2 separate regions of the Bombyx mori genome follow, and region 1 is linked to region 2. The links are chromatin contacts, called in public Hi-C maps. All regions are on one chromosome and are shown on one strand. The core of a region is the stretch at or near the end of the contact, and the rest is flanking DNA. Distances in the headings are between cores, read along the strand shown.

Evidence for each region. A called contact is a pair of places that touch in the nucleus more often than the background predicts.
Region 1: a contact with region 2 is called in a Hi-C map of middle silk gland, with 2.1 times the contacts expected there. The contact joins the enhancer-like site here to the promoter of LOC101737357 in region 2. A contact is called at or near these places in 3 of 7 Hi-C or Micro-C datasets (middle silk gland, posterior silk gland and whole pupa).

The regions. Positions count from the first base shown.
Region 1 is chr18:13,241,191-13,245,140 of ASM3026992v2, forward strand. The region is part of intron 3 of LOC101740927; the gene reads right to left. Among protein-coding and RNA genes, the nearest start is that of TRNAT-CGU, 19 kb to the right of the region's middle. Within about 2 kb of position 2,446, at least 5 of the 8 cell types and tissues checked have open chromatin away from gene starts, as enhancers often do.
Region 2 is chr18:13,142,183-13,145,840 of ASM3026992v2, forward strand. It overlaps LOC101737357 (interferon regulatory factor 2-binding protein-like A), which reads right to left and starts at 2,382. Exons shown (of 4, transcript XM_021349330.3): 1 at 190-2,382. The coding sequence starts at 856. All of the region lies in intron 3 of LOC101740927, which reads right to left.

The DNA of each region.
Region 1 (3,950 bases), core at 1,196-3,695, 99 kb after region 2:
GTTCGAAGGTCTCTACAGTTTAATTTACGTAACTGAAGCCACTTTTCTAAGTTTCATATTATGCAATTAATCAACATCCGATTCCAATTGAGACGCGTAACTTCGATAAGGTACGTAGGATGTTATAATACACATACTATTTTCAGATTTCTACAATTTCTTATTTATATAACTTGTTTACGTAAACGCCAACATTTTAATAAGATAGGTTTGGAGCCAACTGTTTTCGTTATATTATAAATAGGTCGGATTTTACAACGGCATCTTGAATTCAACTAATGTAGACCCGGAACATGGCCTACCACCGGTATAACGGTAGGAAAAAATGAGTGATGATCATACTATGGATAAATTGTGAGTTATTATTATTATTATAATTTTATTGCTTAGATGGGTGGACGAGCTCACAGCCCACCTGGTGTTAAGTGGTTAATGGAGCCCATATATATCTACAACGTAAATGAGAAATGAGTCCGAAGGTCATTATAGTTTCAACGGCTGTCCCACCCTTCAAATCGAAACGCATTACTGCTTCACGATAAAAATAGGCAGAGTGATGGTACCTACCCGTGCGGACTCACAAGAGGTCCTACCACCAGTATTAGTATTAATATTAGTAGATCAAAACCTAGGTAGCTTATCAATATCGGGACAGGCTTATGTGATACTCTTGCTATTATTACGTTCTCTAATTCATTCAATTCACATACGAACTCAATATCGGTGACTTAGAAACGCTACTGTTTCCGAAAGGGAAATTTAATTTTCAATAAAAAATTCTGTTACAGTAGCTACTAATCTCCGAAGCCATCACACATAAAACGAATGGCCTCCTACCAGAAAGTGTCCAAAAAGGTGTCAATAACGTCACTAGAAGTACCCACTCGAATACAAATGCTTCATTAAACAGAGTGACAATTGAAATTGAAATCATAGGTCACGTGCGCTAGTCCATTTTATTGTTTTATCTAAATCGTGAGGAGCTTGCTAAGGAACGTTTGAGGAATCATCTCGGAAGTTAGATAGCGTTGTGGAAGTGAATAAGATTGGCTCCTGACTAGTAATGGGCTTTACGCAACCTTCGTTAGACCGATCGATGAATAACTAATTCGATTATTGGTTAAATCTGCATTCTGTTTGTGCCGTTAATTACTTATAGAATATTAATTGACTCGGCTTCTGGAATCACCATCATGATACATATTTATATGTACATTTCCATTTCAACACAATAGATACGAAGTTACAGCCACAATGTAATATTTTTTCCTTGTAATGTTTTAACTTTTACTTGATTTATAAACAAACATTCTTTTGCGCTACCACAAAGGATTTTTTTATTTGAAATCCAGAATGGCTTCTATACTATCAAACCGTGACCTGTCAGTGCGGACATATAGAATTGCAAATAAACAACCTAAATACACACGAATCAGTAATAATTTAAGACTAAAGAGCACCATATGTGGTTAACCGAAGAAGCCCCTTTTATAACAAATATCCTAAGATTGAAATTCGAAAGAGTCGCAACGGTTTATTATCCTCTTTTTAGAAAATGCAAACGTTGGGGTTTCACACCCAGACGATCGTTGACACATTAAAGGGAAAACCACTCACTGCTAAACTTGTGTTTTGGCATCGGGCCCAAGTTTAGGAAGTGGTCATAACGAGGAAAGCAAGCGGATACTGTTAATATGGCTTTAATTACGAAAATAAACGGTGCTCATCGTTTAGAGCCAATATGAACATGCAAACGAGAACGAATTAGAATGATCTCTTTTTATTTTGCGTTATGATTTATATGATTAGTAGATTTTTAATTATTTGGGAATTAGCAGCCTTTCAGTGAACGTAACTTTAAGAGGATAGATTTTCTCTTGTTATAAACGTGCCAATGTTTATTGTATTCATTGAAATTAAATGAAGTATTATTAAATTTGAAGCGCCTATGTAATTGCGGACGCGAGCTTTTGCAAATTATTTATGGTTTTATCTTTGACGGTTGTTAAATATATAACTCTCGCATAACTCTCGCTCGTAGAGGCCCCGATAACTTGGAGAAGCTGATCATAGTTGGTCAGGTTGACGGGAGAAGATCACGCGGACGCTCACCTACCCGCCGGTCTGATCTGGTAAAGATGCTCACCGGCCTGCCAATAACCGAGGCTATAAAGACCGCCGAGGACATGCAGACGTGGGGAAGCATTGTGCATCGAGTGGTCCACGTTTCAAATTAGACACGACCTTCAGCAATGAAGAGACCGACTCAGAAGAAAAAGAAGATAGATATAACTAACACAAGAGATCCAACTGAAGCCAATCGTAAATTCGCCACAGTGTGATCGCACGCAATAATTGTCAGTCCGCCGACACACCATCGCCTATCGCCCTACGTGAAGACATTACAAAATGTTTATTGGTATTCGTAGACCGCCGTCTGGTGCGCGATTATCATTGTAAATGTTTTAGTCTCATGCAGACGAGACGTTTATTTGCAATTAAAGTAAACACGCTGAGTTTGTACAGTCATTAGTTTTGTTTGATTTTCATTCAACAAGGCAGTTTTCAGATCATTTCAATAATTACGCATTCGATTTACGTATAATGCATATTTTGATTATTAGTCATATAATGGTATTGGGAATTTTCTGTATTCGAGTTTATTTAAAGCATTTATTTTTAAAGCAACTTTGAAAATTTCTTGGGGTGTATTCACTTGTGTATTTCGGTCAAATCCTCGGATATACATACTTCAATCATACATTCCAATTTAACATTTTTTCTATGCGTGTGTAAGCTGGAATTCTCATATATGCCAAAAAAAACAGTTCCAAACTGGACAATTACTGTTCTGTTTTCAGTTCTCTAAAACTTGAAACGCAAGGGTTTACCGTTAGCTGTAATGGGCGGGTGAACGCATATTGGTCATCAATGGCCATCTTGAGGCTTTAGATTGAATTGTTAGCAGCATTGTTCTGGCTGTGTACAAGACTGTTAACAAGGAATTCGACAGAATACTTAGGAAACATATGTGAGGATCCTGCTACGGACGGGCTATAGAGAATGGAAGTGCTTCAACGAAACCGGGATGGGGTGTTGAATGACCCAAACAAAAGTGTCCACATGTAGCGGAATTATATATATCGCATCCGGACACGACAAAAGCGCGCCATCTAGTGTGTCTGAGCTACAACTACTCGTCAAAGGTCGGCTTAGTTCGGGTAGCGTGCTTCGGCAGAGTCGAGATGTCAAGATAAGCAACTCCAGCACTCAACAAAAATGTTTACGGGTGTCGGCCACTAGATGGCTTCGCTTCGATTAGTTTCTCATTGCTCCTGTAGATGGCAGTAACATTACCTATCGTATATTTTATTTTTGATGAAGGATTTTGTAAATTTTCAGAAACCACAAATTGGTAAAATTTAATTAATTTGTCTATCTATAACAAATGATAACTTGTATGTTTTTTTTTCTCTGTGTTTAGTGATACAATAATTAAATGCCTTAATTTTAACAACATATCAGTTTAGGGGCATCTGCTACAAGATGTCGCTAGTTTCCATACAAAAAAATGTGTGTCTTAAAGTATCGCAGTTTCAGGGCCCTGCTGAAGACGTCTTGGAACAGTCATCGTTTCGTTCTGCCCAATCTCTTTGCACGATTGTCCATAAAGCCGTCGTGGCCTAAAGGATAAGACGTCCGGTACATTAGTGTTGAGCGATGCACCAATGTTCGAATCCCAGGCGGGTACCAATTTTTCTAATGAAATACGTACTCAACAAATGTTCACGATTGACTTCCACGATGAAGGAATAACATCGTCTAATAAAAATCAAACCCGCAAAAATTATAATTTGCGTAATTACTGGTAGTAGGACCTCTTGTGTGTCCGCGCGGGTAGTTACCACCACCCTGCCTATTTCTGCCGTGAAGCAGTAATGCGTTTCGTT
Region 2 (3,658 bases), core at 1,132-3,631:
CATGCATGCTATGAAAATTAATAATAATAATTTGTTAATCAAAATACATACATTTTGCAATTATTCTACACACAAAATGTTTTTTTAATTTATTTTTGTATAATGAAATCGGTTGCTAATTGTTTTTAATGCATTTAAAAAATCGCGAATTAGGACCGGGTTTCCTATGAAAAAAAAAAAAAAACTCACCATTCGTTTTAAACGTAGTTCCATCAAAAGAAGGAGTACGGAGAGGATGTTTCTCTTGTTTGAAAACGCGATCTGGCGCGAAAGGAGCAGCTAGTGATACTGCTGGCAGTGAATCACCACGGGTTAGAGGCGGCCGAGAGTGTTCTTCTAGAAGTCTTTTAGCTGGTTCGTGATGCGACTGATGGTCATCATCATCCATTGGTCGTTTTAAAGTGAGACCAGGAGCAAGACGTGCCCCTGCATGTGCCGGAAGATGATGTGTAGGTAAATGGGCTAGTCGTCTACCCTCATGTTCGTCTCTTCGGCTTCCATATTCAGCCAGAAGGCCTGCACTAGCCGTAGGTCGTGGATGGTGTAACGTAAAACCAACCGTCGGTGTATGGTGAGCTGGAGGTGCAGGTTGTCCTCTTGTTGTTTCTGCTCCATTTTGATGGGCTTCTAAGGGCGTACGATGTGCTCCTTTTGCATGCGACGGACCACGACCTTCTTGGAAACCATGAGCGCGTTTTAGTTGTCTAGCTGTTTCTAGAACTACTTCGATTCGATCGGCGCCCTCGTAATTTACACACCCTCGACACACTGCTTCTGAAAACTCATGCAACATTGCCCACGGCATGCGGGGCAAGTCGCAGAGGTAGCAGTGTTGCCGTTTCTGCATCACCGACATCTCGCCGCCGGGTGTAGTGCGGAGTGCGAGAGATCGGTTTTCTTCGTTTCTCTTGAAAATTGTCACTGATTTATTATGCCTTCGGGAAAAAACACTGTCACCATGGTAGTCACAAATAAAAACACAAAACTTCACATTCGACTTCGCGGACGACAGTTGTTTGTTGCCACTACATAAAAGACACTAGCTTCTTTAAGAGGTCGAGGAAAGACTGAGCTTCGGCGGCGTGTGTGTGGCGGGGGGGCCGGGCGCGGCAGCCATTATCGAGCGGTGACGTCAGCGCGCGCAGCACCGCCACGCCACCGCGACGAGGACGAGCCGTTAGCCGCGACGCGGATGCGCCACTCGTCCCGACCCCGACGACGCGCTTATCGCACGATAACGACGAACCCGTCTAAATACGCATTGAAAAAAGCAATGAGGTTACCTACTCAATTTTTCGAGAGTTCAATGGTGTAGTAAAGGTAGGTAGGTGCCCTACTCTATATTAAAGTACCTACTTATTATTGGCATAGATTAAGATTTCTAGCCAGTCTTAGGTACCTACTTAATAGGAAATATACAAAAGCGTATTCACGTAGCCATAAATTAAAGTAATCAAGCTATTAATAGGTATTAAATTCTTTAAATTAAATATTTAACGCAACTGCTTATTTACAAAAGCGTATTCACGTAGCCATATCTTAATATGGTAATCAAGGTATTATTATCAAGTTCTTTAAATGAACTATATAACGCAACCGCTGTTTACGTCAGTTTAATTAGAACCACCTATAAATGAATCACACAGTCGCCATACATACTGACACGGCCACGACCCTTTATTCATAGTCCGTGTTATTCAACGAAAGTAAACAGCGTGTTGTAGAATAACAATTAGCGTTAAAATATAACGTAGACACGTCCGATACATTAAATTTCAGTATATTCTCTCCCATCTATTCTCGGTCGGTTTCCTTTCTGACGGCTGCATTCTAAATTATTATTATTACTACTACCAAGCGACTGGATAGGATCCGGTTGGCGTGGAAGCGGGGGGACGCGACCGGTGTGTCGGCCATCTTGAGACGTGACGTCACGTGACGAGTCAGCCGAGCGTGCAGATCGGCAACGTCGCACCGTTCACTTTGCCTTGTTGCCGCTCATTTTTGTTGTGCTTAATAATAATGGAAACAGCTCTCATCACTTTTTGTATGCAGCCGAGGATCGGAGAAAAAACAGTTATACGGCCAGGTAAACGTGAACGGTCGACAAGAACGATTATATCGCTTATAATAAATTAACACGTTTTTGAGTTTTAACGTTGTTCTAAATACGTCATTTTGTAACACAATACCTGAATATGGTCATACTTTGTGTACTTTTAGTGACCGAATATATATCGTTCAGTAATGTGAACTGCAGTTTGATTTCAGCCATCACTAAAAAAATCATTAATTTAACATATTTATTCCACAGACGGATTGCAAAATTAAGTCAACGTATTCTGTATCCACTATCTTCTATCAGCGATTATATCAGTGTCTACTATACATTTTATACTCATCGTTATTATTTGCAATTACTCGTTTAATTCATCCACCATTCATTTGTCTTTCTGCACTCCTATTTCTATCTATATTTTTACATGGATACAATTCTCCATTTTTGATAATATTCCCGTGATACCTACGTAGTACGTATTTATAAGAAAACTTTGTTTAGTGACTTATTTATAATATGGCATCCTCCGTGAAATGTGACGGTTGCTGGTGGTAAGGTCATCTTGTCAGCCTATTCGGATTGGTACTATCGTCCTGTCTATTTTTGCCGTGAGACAATTATACGATTCGGTTTAAAAGATGGGCCGCTGCAATTCGCAGCGTTACACTTCATTAAGCATGTAACTCAAAGCAGAAAATGCTTTGGGTTCCGAACCCCGAAGGCCTGTAGTATCCAAAAACGGACATTACGTTAATAGTATTGCTGTATTTGTAGTAGAAAACAAGCTTATTACAGTACGTCCACTGTACAAAATCATTAAATGCTTCATACAAGCAGTGCGATCCACATTTGCGCATATAGAAACAAAAGACAAAGCCTTGATTGACTCTGAGGAATAACGGAAATCGATTATGAGAAAACGCAGGCAACATACACTGTACGAATGATTCAACACTTCTAATTCACTGGATAGATAATCAAACACCCGGATAGCAATTTGAAATTTCAGTGTTCATTGTTATAGACGGTAATACATTGGCGGCATTGGTCAAACTGTTGAAAGCATATAAGCGAGTAATCAATATATTATTCGGAATACTTGGACAATCAAAGTCAAGCCTATCTATTGCTACTAACCTGTTATGCTAGTTTTACCGAAAGTGACATATAATTTTAATTATCGTCATTTATTATTAGCCAGATGACATGGAAGAAGGCTTGGGCATTGTCTTGAACCATTCAACACAGAACATAGATGTGGCAGCTGATATTGACAGTAAAATCACGAGACTTTGGAACGAAACGGTTTAAAACGTCAATTTTATAAAGTTCGGACAAAAACTTAATTGAAATCGTGTTATCCAAGTGTAGAAATATTTACTGGAGTTTGATGAACTGTAGCGTCAAAGCTCCATTTCAACATTAAAACGAATTAAAAATGTGTCCAGAAATACAATGGAACATAATTTGAATTACCTCACTATAATGAATATAGTGTTATTTCTGAATTTGCACACACTAAATCAAGAAAAGTCTATATGTTAATGTTCTGTTTTCTTTACATTAATTTTTTTTCAGAAGGAATGCTATTTAAGGGCT